2 separate regions of the Rattus norvegicus genome follow, and region 1 is linked to region 2. A link is a contact called in public Hi-C data. All regions are on one chromosome and are shown on one strand. The core of a region is the stretch at or near the end of the contact, and the rest is flanking DNA. Distances in the headings are between cores, read along the strand shown.

What was found. Hi-C and Micro-C count contacts between places; a contact is called where the count stands out from the background.
Region 1: a contact with region 2 is called in a Hi-C map of prefrontal cortex, with 1.9 times the contacts expected there. The contact joins the enhancer-like site here to the promoter of Mfsd4a in region 2. A contact is called at or near these places in 3 of 12 Hi-C or Micro-C datasets (frontal cortex, hepatocytes and prefrontal cortex).

The regions. Positions count from the first base shown.
Region 1 is chr13:46,099,198-46,104,499 of GRCr8, reverse strand. No RefSeq gene overlaps it. Among named protein-coding and RNA genes, the nearest start is that of Cdk18, 15 kb to the left of the region's middle. Within about 2 kb of position 2,174, at least 7 of the 93 cell types and tissues checked have an H3K27ac peak or open chromatin away from gene starts, as enhancers often do. A contact at or near this core is called in prefrontal cortex, where this site is marked.
Region 2 is chr13:46,061,289-46,066,155 of GRCr8, reverse strand. It overlaps Mfsd4a (major facilitator superfamily domain containing 4A), which reads left to right and starts at 3,523. Exons shown (of 10, transcript NM_001109069.2): 1 at 3,523-3,924. The coding sequence starts at 3,695.

The sequences.
Region 1 (5,302 bases), core at 925-3,424, 40 kb before region 2:
AGGGGAGACACAGCTTTGACTCACAGCGATGTAGTCCCTCACACAGAAAAACCAAGATGGTGGGAGGTCGGAGTGACTGCTGGTCACCTCACATCCATAAGCAGGGAGCAGAGCTTGATGAATGCCTGCACCCCTCCCAGTTCCTCTTTCTTGTACCACTTTGAGGATGGTTCCCCTCCTCAGTTAACCTATCATCAGTCACTCTCAGGCATGCCAGAGGCTAAGTAGTCCATCACAGGTGTCCCTGGAGGTTTGTCTCCCAGGTTATGCCAGGCTGACAACACTAACGACCGAGATCCTGCCCTTTGTCAAACTGACACTCAAACACATCACTTATGCCATAACCCTTCCGTAATCTCAAGATCATTTTATTTTTTTTAAAGATTTATTTACTTATTATATATGTCACTGTCTTCAGACACACCAGAAGAGGGCATCTGATCCCATTACAGATGGTTGTGAGCCACCATGTGGTTTCTGGGAATTGAACTCAGGACCTCTGGAAGAGCAGTCCATGTTCTTAACCACCGAGCCATCTCTCCAGTCCTCAAGATCATTTTATAATACAACCGCTCCCTCACCACTTAATCCAACTTCAAAAGCCTCCTAGTCTTTAATAACTTTAACATTTTTTTAATGTATGAGTGCTCTATCTGCATGTACACTTACATGCCAGAAGAGGGCATCAGACTTCTTTCTAGATAGTCATGGGCCACCTTGTGGTTGCTGGGAATTGAACTCAGGACCTCTGGAAGAGCAGACAGTGCTCCTAACCGGTGAGTCATCTCACTAGCCCCCAATTTTAACACCTTTAAGAAGTCCAAACTTCATGTTTCAATCAGACCCAAAGCAACCTCTTATATGTGAGTTCCTATGAAATAAAAGTTAAATGCCAGGGACCAGCCTCAGCTTCAAGAGGGGTTCTAAGAAAAGGGGTGGGTGTCTGTGAGCGGCAAAACAAATCATGGGTCCAAGCTGGTTGTCTATGTCCTGCTCAAGGCAGCTTTCCAGATGGCTTTCTCTCTGTTCTGCTTTCTCTCTGGAGATCTCCAGACAGCTCTCCCTCTCTGTTTTCTGCTTCAGACAGTTCTCCAAGCAGTTCTCTCTTGCTATTCTAAAAAATTTTCTGGATAGCTCATCTCTTGCAGATCATAACCCCAGTCCTTTATTTTGCATTTCAATCCAGTCATTTACTCCAGGTCCCCTTTTTGACCCAGCCCTTGGATTTGGAGAAGACGGGAAGCACATTTTTTTTTTAAACATTGCAAAAGAATTTAAAGATCTGCCTGCCTCTGTTAAGCACAGACAATAAACTAGCTGAGTGGGACCCTGCCCTGAAATTACCATTTCTACCATGCCTGGGCCTAGCCTTGCTCTGTCCCAGGCCAACTCTGAACTCAGGAATCTATCTGCCTTTGTAAGCATAAAAACTTAGCTGAGTAGGATCTCCCGTGATCATCATTCCCTAAATCTCTTTTTCTCCTCCCTTAGTACCTTTATAACGAGCTGGTTCATAGTGCAGCTGCCTCTGTTCCTTTAGATTTGTGAAGCCCCCTCATATAATTCATACTGCATCTTTTATTTTTGCATAGTTGAGAAATTACATATTTTAAACACTCATGATTTTAGAGTTCTTTTCCACAACCTAAGGACTGTCCTGAAGGTCCCAGTGTTTACCATTTTGCTGAAACATTACCCACACTCTGTCTGTGATTATCATGGAGTCATTGTTAGCAGGGAAGACATTCCTTAAAGCAGGAATGTAGATTATCTACATTATCATACAAGCAAGCCTTTCATGCCCACAGCAGTCACTGACACTTGTGGAGGTTCATGCCCTACTCCAGGGCTGGAAACCATGTCATTCCACCCCCACCAAGGCTATGCCAGACCCATACTTCTAACACACGATGGCACCGAGTTAACATTCCTATCCCCAAAGAGAAGAACCAGGAATGATCAGAACAAAGAAAGACCCAGACAACAAATTCTCAGTTGCATAGGTCTGTGTCTAGGACTTGAGGTTCCTAATGAAGTCAACTGGGCCGCTAAGGGGCTAGCCCTCCATCCCTCCATATCTGATGCCTGTAGCACAGACTTCTCTCTTGAGTCAGCCCTGCTCTGCATGCAGGTTTCCTCAGTGGACAGCCCACATTTCTGGCATCTCCAGTATTCTGTGATCTCCATAGCAACTTAGGCGTCACCTTCACTATCTCACACAGTTGACGAGCAGGGACTAGGACTCTGCCACATGTCTCCTGGCCCCAGCCGCTCTCTGTAAAAGTGGAGCGAGATTCCATGGCTTCCCTGATCTTGTACCTTCTGTATTCGAGGGGGCACAGTAAAGAAACTGCAGACACGACTACTCCATGATATGGTTAAGGTTTTTACTGTCGATAAAAGAAGGAAAATGTCCAAAGGCATTCTGGAGAGTTCAGAGCAGAGAAAGACAGACTTAACAGAGCCAGCAGACTCAACATGGCCAAGAGATAGAGAAGAGCAGAGAGAGAGAGCAAGAGAGAAAGAGAGAGAGAGAGAGAGAGAGAGAGAGAGAGAGAGAGAGAGAGAGAATATAGTAAGAATAGTCTGACTATAAGGGTGAGTAACTATGAGCTGAGGGAGTGTAGGGCAGGGGCGGAGGTGAGAAGGGTCGGGATGCTAGTCTAAACTTTGAAATATGTTAACTGGTGGGCTGGAGAGATGGCTCAGTGGTTAAGAGCCCCAAATGCTCTTCCAGAGGCCCTGAGTTCAATTCCCAGCAACCACATGGTGGCTCACAACCATCTGTAAAGAGATCTGATGCCCTCTTCTGGTGTATCTGAAGACAGCTACAGTGTACTGATATATAATAAATGAATAAATCTTAAAAAAAAAAAAAAAGAAATATGTTAACTGGTACTTGGGAGACTGAGGAAGCCTGGAGCCAGCATGGGCTTTGAGATGCTGCTAATAGCACCTTGGGGAGCCAGCCATAGGTCCCTTCCACCAGAAGTAGGGGAAATGATTCCTGTGGCAGATGGGAACAGGTCTCACAAGTTCCGGAGGAATTCTGGCTTTTATCTAAATGCCAGAGATGCTACAGTCCAGCTTGAGCTCATCTCTGGATATCCACACTGCCTTTTGGAGTTTGGGGAACTGCCCTCCGGACACCTTCCTTATTCTGCCCATGCAGTACAGAGAAGGGTGTTCTTCAGGGGTGCTGAAGCAGTTATAGCAGCTGTCTCAGTACCAGCCTGAGAACTGTCCTGCCTTGAGTTTCTCTGCCAAACAATCTGGTCCATTTTTAAATTCAATTTCACCCAAGTTCCTGGGAAACAGGTAAATTGAAACCAGATTCTGGGCCAAATATAACACCATCCTCAGCCCAGCTCAGACAGTCTTTGTCTCATGAGCCAGACCTCAACTGCCAGGGTTTTTGTTGCCTTTCTGGTCTTCGAAGCTCCCACAAGAATCACCCATACGCTCTGCTTCCTCTGTGCAAGGTCTTTATTAGTGCGAACTTTCAGATGGTTCCACATTCCCCCCACAAACAATTCCAGAGGCTTGAGAACCACAGGCTGGCCCATCACAGCCTGGTCTCATCTCTCTGGGTCAATTTTCTGTCTTAGTTTCTATTTCTGTGGCAGTGATAAGATACACACAAGTGGGGCTGGAGAGATGGCTCAGTGGTTAAGAGCACTGACTGCTCTTCCAGAGGTCCTGAGTTCAATTCTCAGCAACCACATGGTGGCTCACAACCATCCATAATGGGATCCGATGTCCCCTTCAGGTATGTCTGAAGACAGCAACAGTGTACTTACATACATGGAATAAATAAAATAAATCTTTTAAAAAAAGATACACACAAGTGCACACCCCACACATCTTTCTCACACAATTATTAATAATAACAGCAACAATAGCAATAAATTATTATTATTCTTATTATTATTAGAAGTACCATGACAAAGGAAAATCAATGAAGAAAGGATTTAATTCAGATCACAGTTCAATATACAATTCACAATAGTAGTAGTAGTAATCAATTAATCCTCGTTTAAAGTACCCAGACAAAGGAAAATCAGCAAAGAGAAGATTATATTTCAGCTCACAGATCTGGGACCAGTCTGACAGAGCAGAAGCCTGAAGCAGGTGGTCACATCCCATCCCCAGTCACAAAGCTGGTGAGGGATGTTTATGCTTGGCTTGTTTCCTCTTTTATACAGTCCAGGACCCATGCTCACTCTTAGGCTGGGTCTCCACACCTCAAGTCATCTAATGTGCCTAGAGGCTTGTCCCCCAGGTGACTGTAGAGCGGTGGCTCTCTGCCTTCCCAATGCTGCCACCCTTTAATGCAGTTCCTCATGTTGTGGTGACCCCCAACCATAAAGTTATTTTTGTTGCTACTTTGTAACTCTAATATTGCTAATATTATGAGGCATAACTTTGGTTTCAGACCAGGGTCAAGGAACTGAGGTGCAGATTTTAATATCAAAGCAGACCTGGCCTCCACGTTCTCCCAGCATCCTTCAGTCCCTACCTGGCACACCCTGCTCCTATACCCTGAACTTTCCAGCCCACGGGCTGGGCTACCCTTCTCCCGGAGGCTCTTTCCTATATAAGTCAGACATTTTAGTCTCCTTTTCCTCCTATTCCCAACCTCTGGTCTTTCAAGCCTCTTTTCTCTCCCTCCCCTCGAGGTGGCCCTTTTTCTCCCTCCCCTACCCTCCCTCCCTCTCTCTCCATTGACTTCCCTTCCCTGGCTTCCTTCCTTGGAGCCAGTGAACTCCCCCATCCGAGAGAACAACTTCCCAATAAACCTGCATTTAATCTAATCTAATCTGGTTTGAATTGGTTTATTTCACCAGCAGAGAAATAGCTTATCAATAATGTTAGTATCTGTGTAATGTGACTGTCTTAGTCAACCCCATGAAAGGGTTGTTAGCCCCCCCCCCCAACCCCCCGAAACGGGTCATGACCTACAGGACCTACAGGTGGAGAACTGCTATTCCAGAAGGTGTGGAGATGACAACCATCCCAGCAGCAATATGGCAGCCGGTGCAGTGGCCCAGGTTCCGGTGCCAGCTGCTTGACAGTGCAGGGGCAAAATTCAAAATTCAGAGCAAGTCTGGACAACACAGCCTTTGTCTCTAAAATAAATAAATAAATAGCCCAACCCAGTGTCTTCCCCAAGGAAGGAGTCAATAGCTGTATCCCTCTATTCATCCTGATTCAAATCCCCAAACCTCAAATGTCAAGTATTTCAGCACCCTTGTCCACTTCCTGGTGATGTCTGCAGATGACCTAGTAGACTCGGGCTGCA
Region 2 (4,867 bases), core at 2,274-4,773:
AATAAAATGGAGTCGGGGGGACTTTAAGGAACTACTGATCTAGGCAAACATTAGGCTACTGCATAGAAATTTATTGCTTTTTTTTTTTTTAGGCAGAGTTTCATATAGCATAGCCAACTCTTGCTATAGCTGGGGTGACCGGGAACTCCTCCTCCACCTCTCAGATGCTGGGACTGTAGGCATGTAGCCTCCTGGCTAGGGAAGTAGAATTCTTAAACTGGCTATGAAAATAACACGGCAGTGAGAGCCTTGAGCTGGGCCAAGACCTCAGAAAGTATTATAACGTCTTTTATTGGATACAGCAGCTGTAACAATCTCACAAACGACTAACGAACTTCATACCTGCAAACGGCTCAGCCAATCGTGTTCAGCCCAGTAGCAGTAGCCTGGAGCGGGAGAAGATTATCTCCCTGACAGTCGCCCTCCTCTCCCATGCAACTGTGGGACTCCCTTGTCCTGGAATCTGTATGATGGATCTTGGTGCACTCGTTCATAACAGACCGATCTGAGTTTTCCCCAGCCAAAGTTCCTGGGCCTCCCCTAAATAAAGAGAGGATGAGTCGGACCTTTGTAGGTTCCATTCATCCGCTCCCCACATCACCTGCTCCAGATCATCTTCCGGGGCAGAAGCTCCCTCTGGCTTTTCAAGTTATCCCCTTTGCAGAGTCTACCACTCGGCTGCCCCCCTCCTTACCCGATGTCTCCACCCAAAGCCCCACACATTACAGCATCCAGCAGCCTCGACTGTGAGGAGGTTGAGTATGGACTCGGGCTGCGGGGGAGGGGGGGTTCACCTCATTCTTGCTTTCTTACCTCTATCTCTATTTCATTACAGTACAGTACACACGATAAAATGCCTATGCCTTAAGTGTGCAGCCCAGTAAACTTTTACAGATGTTTCTAACTGGGTGGCGGAGGGGTGGAGAGAGATTCCCTCTGTCCTGTGGAAGTTTGTTCGAATAAACCAAGGGACATTAAATGGGATAAAAGGTTGAACCCCCATGTGGGTGAAGCCACAGGAGGTGTGATTAACCTACCCAACCAATGCCACTTGGAGACCTAGGTGTCTGTTTTTCTATAGAGGAGGAAAGAAAGGATATGTTTACACAATCTTAAGAGCTTTTAAGTGATTGTCAGGAAGTGACTAGTTCTGGAGACAGTCTCCGAGTCCAAATGAGGGGACAATTGTTATCCTACATAGAAGCACCACCAGGTGTGTTCTGGTCCCCACTCTCCCTTTATGAGATGCGTGATGGATTGCTTTTGCAATCTGGCCATATTGCTGCTAAGGGATTTCCACGGAATCCTCTCCCCATGTTAGGAGAGAGGGAGAAGGCAGGGTTCCGGGAAGGCTGGGGTTTAGCTCAGTGGCAGAACATGCATGTGGTGTTGAATAGAGAGCACACTGAGTTTGGTCTTTAGCCAAATGGGGAAACAGACAGACAAACAAACAAACAAAAAAATGGAAAGAAGAAAGGAAGAGAAAGGGAAGGGAGTGGAGGTGTGGAGAGGAGGAAAGAGGAAAGTACAGGTTACAGGTTACTAGGTCTTTGTTTTAAACATTTTAAACATTGTGGTTTTTATTTAGCTCTAATTGTGAAATGAACAAACAAACAAAAAGCAATATATTGGAAATGTCAGTCTCTGAGAGTCAACAGTAACCACGATTCACATCAAACTATAAACTATCCCTAACACCCCAGACCAGACTTGGGCTGCTACAAGGCTCATCATCGCCATTGTGGCTGATAAGCCAGCCAGTAGGGGGCACTGTGGCTGGGATGCATCCTCTAGAAAAACGTGGAAGGTTCCAGGTACTCTACCTGGAGACATAAAATCCCTGTGTCTAGATCCTATGTGTGAAGTCCTTGCACGCAGACCACGTGTCGAGGGGAGGGACTGACAGGTGCAGAACGGGAGGGTTGTTCTGTGAGGCTCTGGGGAACAGTGACCAGGAGGAACATTTCAGTTTAGTGCAAGACTCATCCTACCCACAGCTGATGCACAATGGGAGCGGGCCCCTGGGAACTGACAAGCAGGAGCTGCAGATGGCTCAGCGGTTAAGAGCACTGGTTGTTCTTGTAGAGGACACAGGTTCAATTCCCAGCACCCACATGGTGGCTCACAAATATTTGTAAGTCCAGTTCCAGGCAATCTGACACCCTCTCCTGACCCTTCACAGGCTCCAGGCATGCGCATGGTGCACAGACATCCAGGCGGGCAAAGCATTCACAAAATAAATCTAAAAAAATGTTTTAAGAAATGAAAACAAATGGCAAAGTCTACATCAATAAAAGTGTCAGTCAAGAAGAAACACGCTATCACATCACAGGGATAATGGGGAGGGGATAGGGGTCTGAGCCCCAGGTCACCCCTCCCATCTCTGAGCTGCCATTTCTCTAGAATTTCACAGCAGTGCCTAATGATCACAGATTTTTCAGGTCATAACTTTGTACTTTATCCTACGTACTATAAGTCCTGCCCGTACTGCCATTAAATTAGTCCATGCCATCCCCCACAGAGTAAATGAGCCAGAGGGACGCTAACTAGAGCCTTCTTCTAATGCATATTTCAGGACAGGCTGGAACAGGTACGGGGTAGCACTTTGAGGTGGTGTGCCTGCTATCTCCACTTCACGACAAGTTGCCATGGCACTACACAGCCACAGGGCTGTGAACTCTCAGCCCTGGTACCCCTGGATACAAGTGTGATGATGTCACAGCCTCCACCACTATTAAGACACTTGGCAAAGGAGACACTGAACGGCCTTAATTGCCCTGCTTCTAGGTTCTGGTGTGGACACCACATCCTAACTCCCTCAGGAGCAGGACCACACACAACTGTCCCAGGCCACTGGGGTCAGCATCAGGGTCTTGGAGTGTGAACAACCCCTCCACCCTGCCAAGGCCTTTTCATGTAGGAAGAGAACTCTGCCTGGAGAATTATCTCAGCATTCCTCTGGGAGTCCCGGAGTTCCTGTCCTCCCTCACTGCATTGGGAAGGAGAAAAAGAGTCCTAATCGGAGCCAGGCCTTACTGCCTTGCACACCTGTGGTGGGACAGGTGTGGGAGTGATGGCCTCCCATCCCCAAGCATAGAATGGAGAAGACCTAAGTTTCTAGGGCTGGGGATAGTTGCCTTGCATGCTACAGGCCTTGGGGGGCAATCCCAGAACCTAAAAGCAGTAAAACGAATGTCCAAGTTTCTGGGGGGTGTTTGTTTTTCCAAATGACAATGTACTGGAGCCTTTGAGGTTCCAAACGAAAGCCACAAGAAAACCATGAACAGGTAGGACTGCTCTTACTCCCGTGGTGGGTAGGATGCTCGGGGTAGAGGGCGGCGGTGGCAGACCCTCAAAGTCCACCCGCAGCACCCCCAGGACCAAGTAAAGAGGATTCAGATCGCCAGGCGGAAAGGCTGCTTGGAGTAGGGCGCGCGCGGAGCCTCTGGCACTAGCTGGCGGGTCGCGCTCCTGGATGGGTTCCAGTCGGGGGCCCCAGGGAACGTGAAGCGAGGTGGGGCGGTCCCCGCGGCGGGACACGTGCGTCCGCGACGCCCCGGACCTCCAGGCGTCCCCGCGCTGGCCGAGGGCGGGGCAGCCGCGCGGCACTCCCCTCCTCTCTTCTCCTCCCCGCCCGGCCTCCGGTTGGCCGCCGCACTCGGCCCAGGGCTCGCTGTGAGCTGCCGGCCGAGCCATGGGCTGCGACGGTCGGGTGTCAGGGCTGCTCCGCCGCAACCTACAGCCCACGCTCACCTACTGGAGCGTCTTCTTCAGCTTCGGCCTGTGCATCGCCTTCCTGGGGCCCACGCTGCTGGACCTGCGCTGCCAGACGCACAGCTCTCTGCCCCAGATCTCCTGGGTCTTCTTCTCGCAGCAGCTCTGCCTCCTGCTGGGTAGCGCCCTCGGGGGTGTCTTCAAGAGGACGTGAGTGTCGCTCCCCCTGCGCCCCTCCACATCCCTGCAGCTGTGACCACCTGCCCAGCTGGGCTGGATCTTAGCCTAGGGGCTGCCTCCCTCCCCCACCACAAGCTCTCCCGGAAAACTCTCTCGGGACTGAAGGTGACATCTGGGCTATGTATTTGTCTCACTCACCCCCGAGAGAGCTCAGAACCCTTGCGCCCTCGCTCACCGAGCCCACCAGCCAAGGAGTGATGGGATGTACAGAGATGCGTAAGACCCTTATTGCTCTGTTCCTCTGAGATTTTGTAGCCCCAGCGCCGGAGGTGGAATTGGCACTGAGGAAAAGACAGTTGGCGGCGCCAGCTCAGGGGGCAGTTCTCAGTGACAGGGAACCCATTGGTGGCTCCACTAACAGTGGCTCCACATCAATTGACACAGCTGATCCCTTTACCTAGATAATGAGGCTCTCAGGGTGTCCTAAAGGAGACAGGACACTGCCGCGGAGTGCTGAGCCCTTGGGCCCCTAAAATTCACATAGCTAGGGCCAGGTAGAGAAGTGTAGAGCCTCTCATGCTCATCTCTGGTACCCAGGATCCCCCCCACTCTGTACCCTCCACCTTGTTACTCCTCCCTGGCCTCTGGCAGGACAGAGCTCTGGTCTCTCCCTGGCACTCAGAATGCCACCCTTCTGGGTGACATGCAGAGCTCCATTTTCTTGATGTAGGAACCCCTCTTAGGATATTTCTAGAAAGGCAGCAGCCTTCAGTCTCTGTACAGCCAGCCAGGAATAGACCTAGAACTGAGACCTAGAACTGAGAAATGAACGTCTTGCACACTAGAGGCTGCTGTGTGGTCTTCCTCGTTCTGCTTCCTAAAGGAACAATTATCTGGACTGCAAAACCACTATTGGGAGGTCTGTTGCAAAAACGGATGGATAGTTGGATGGATGGATGGATGGATAGATAGA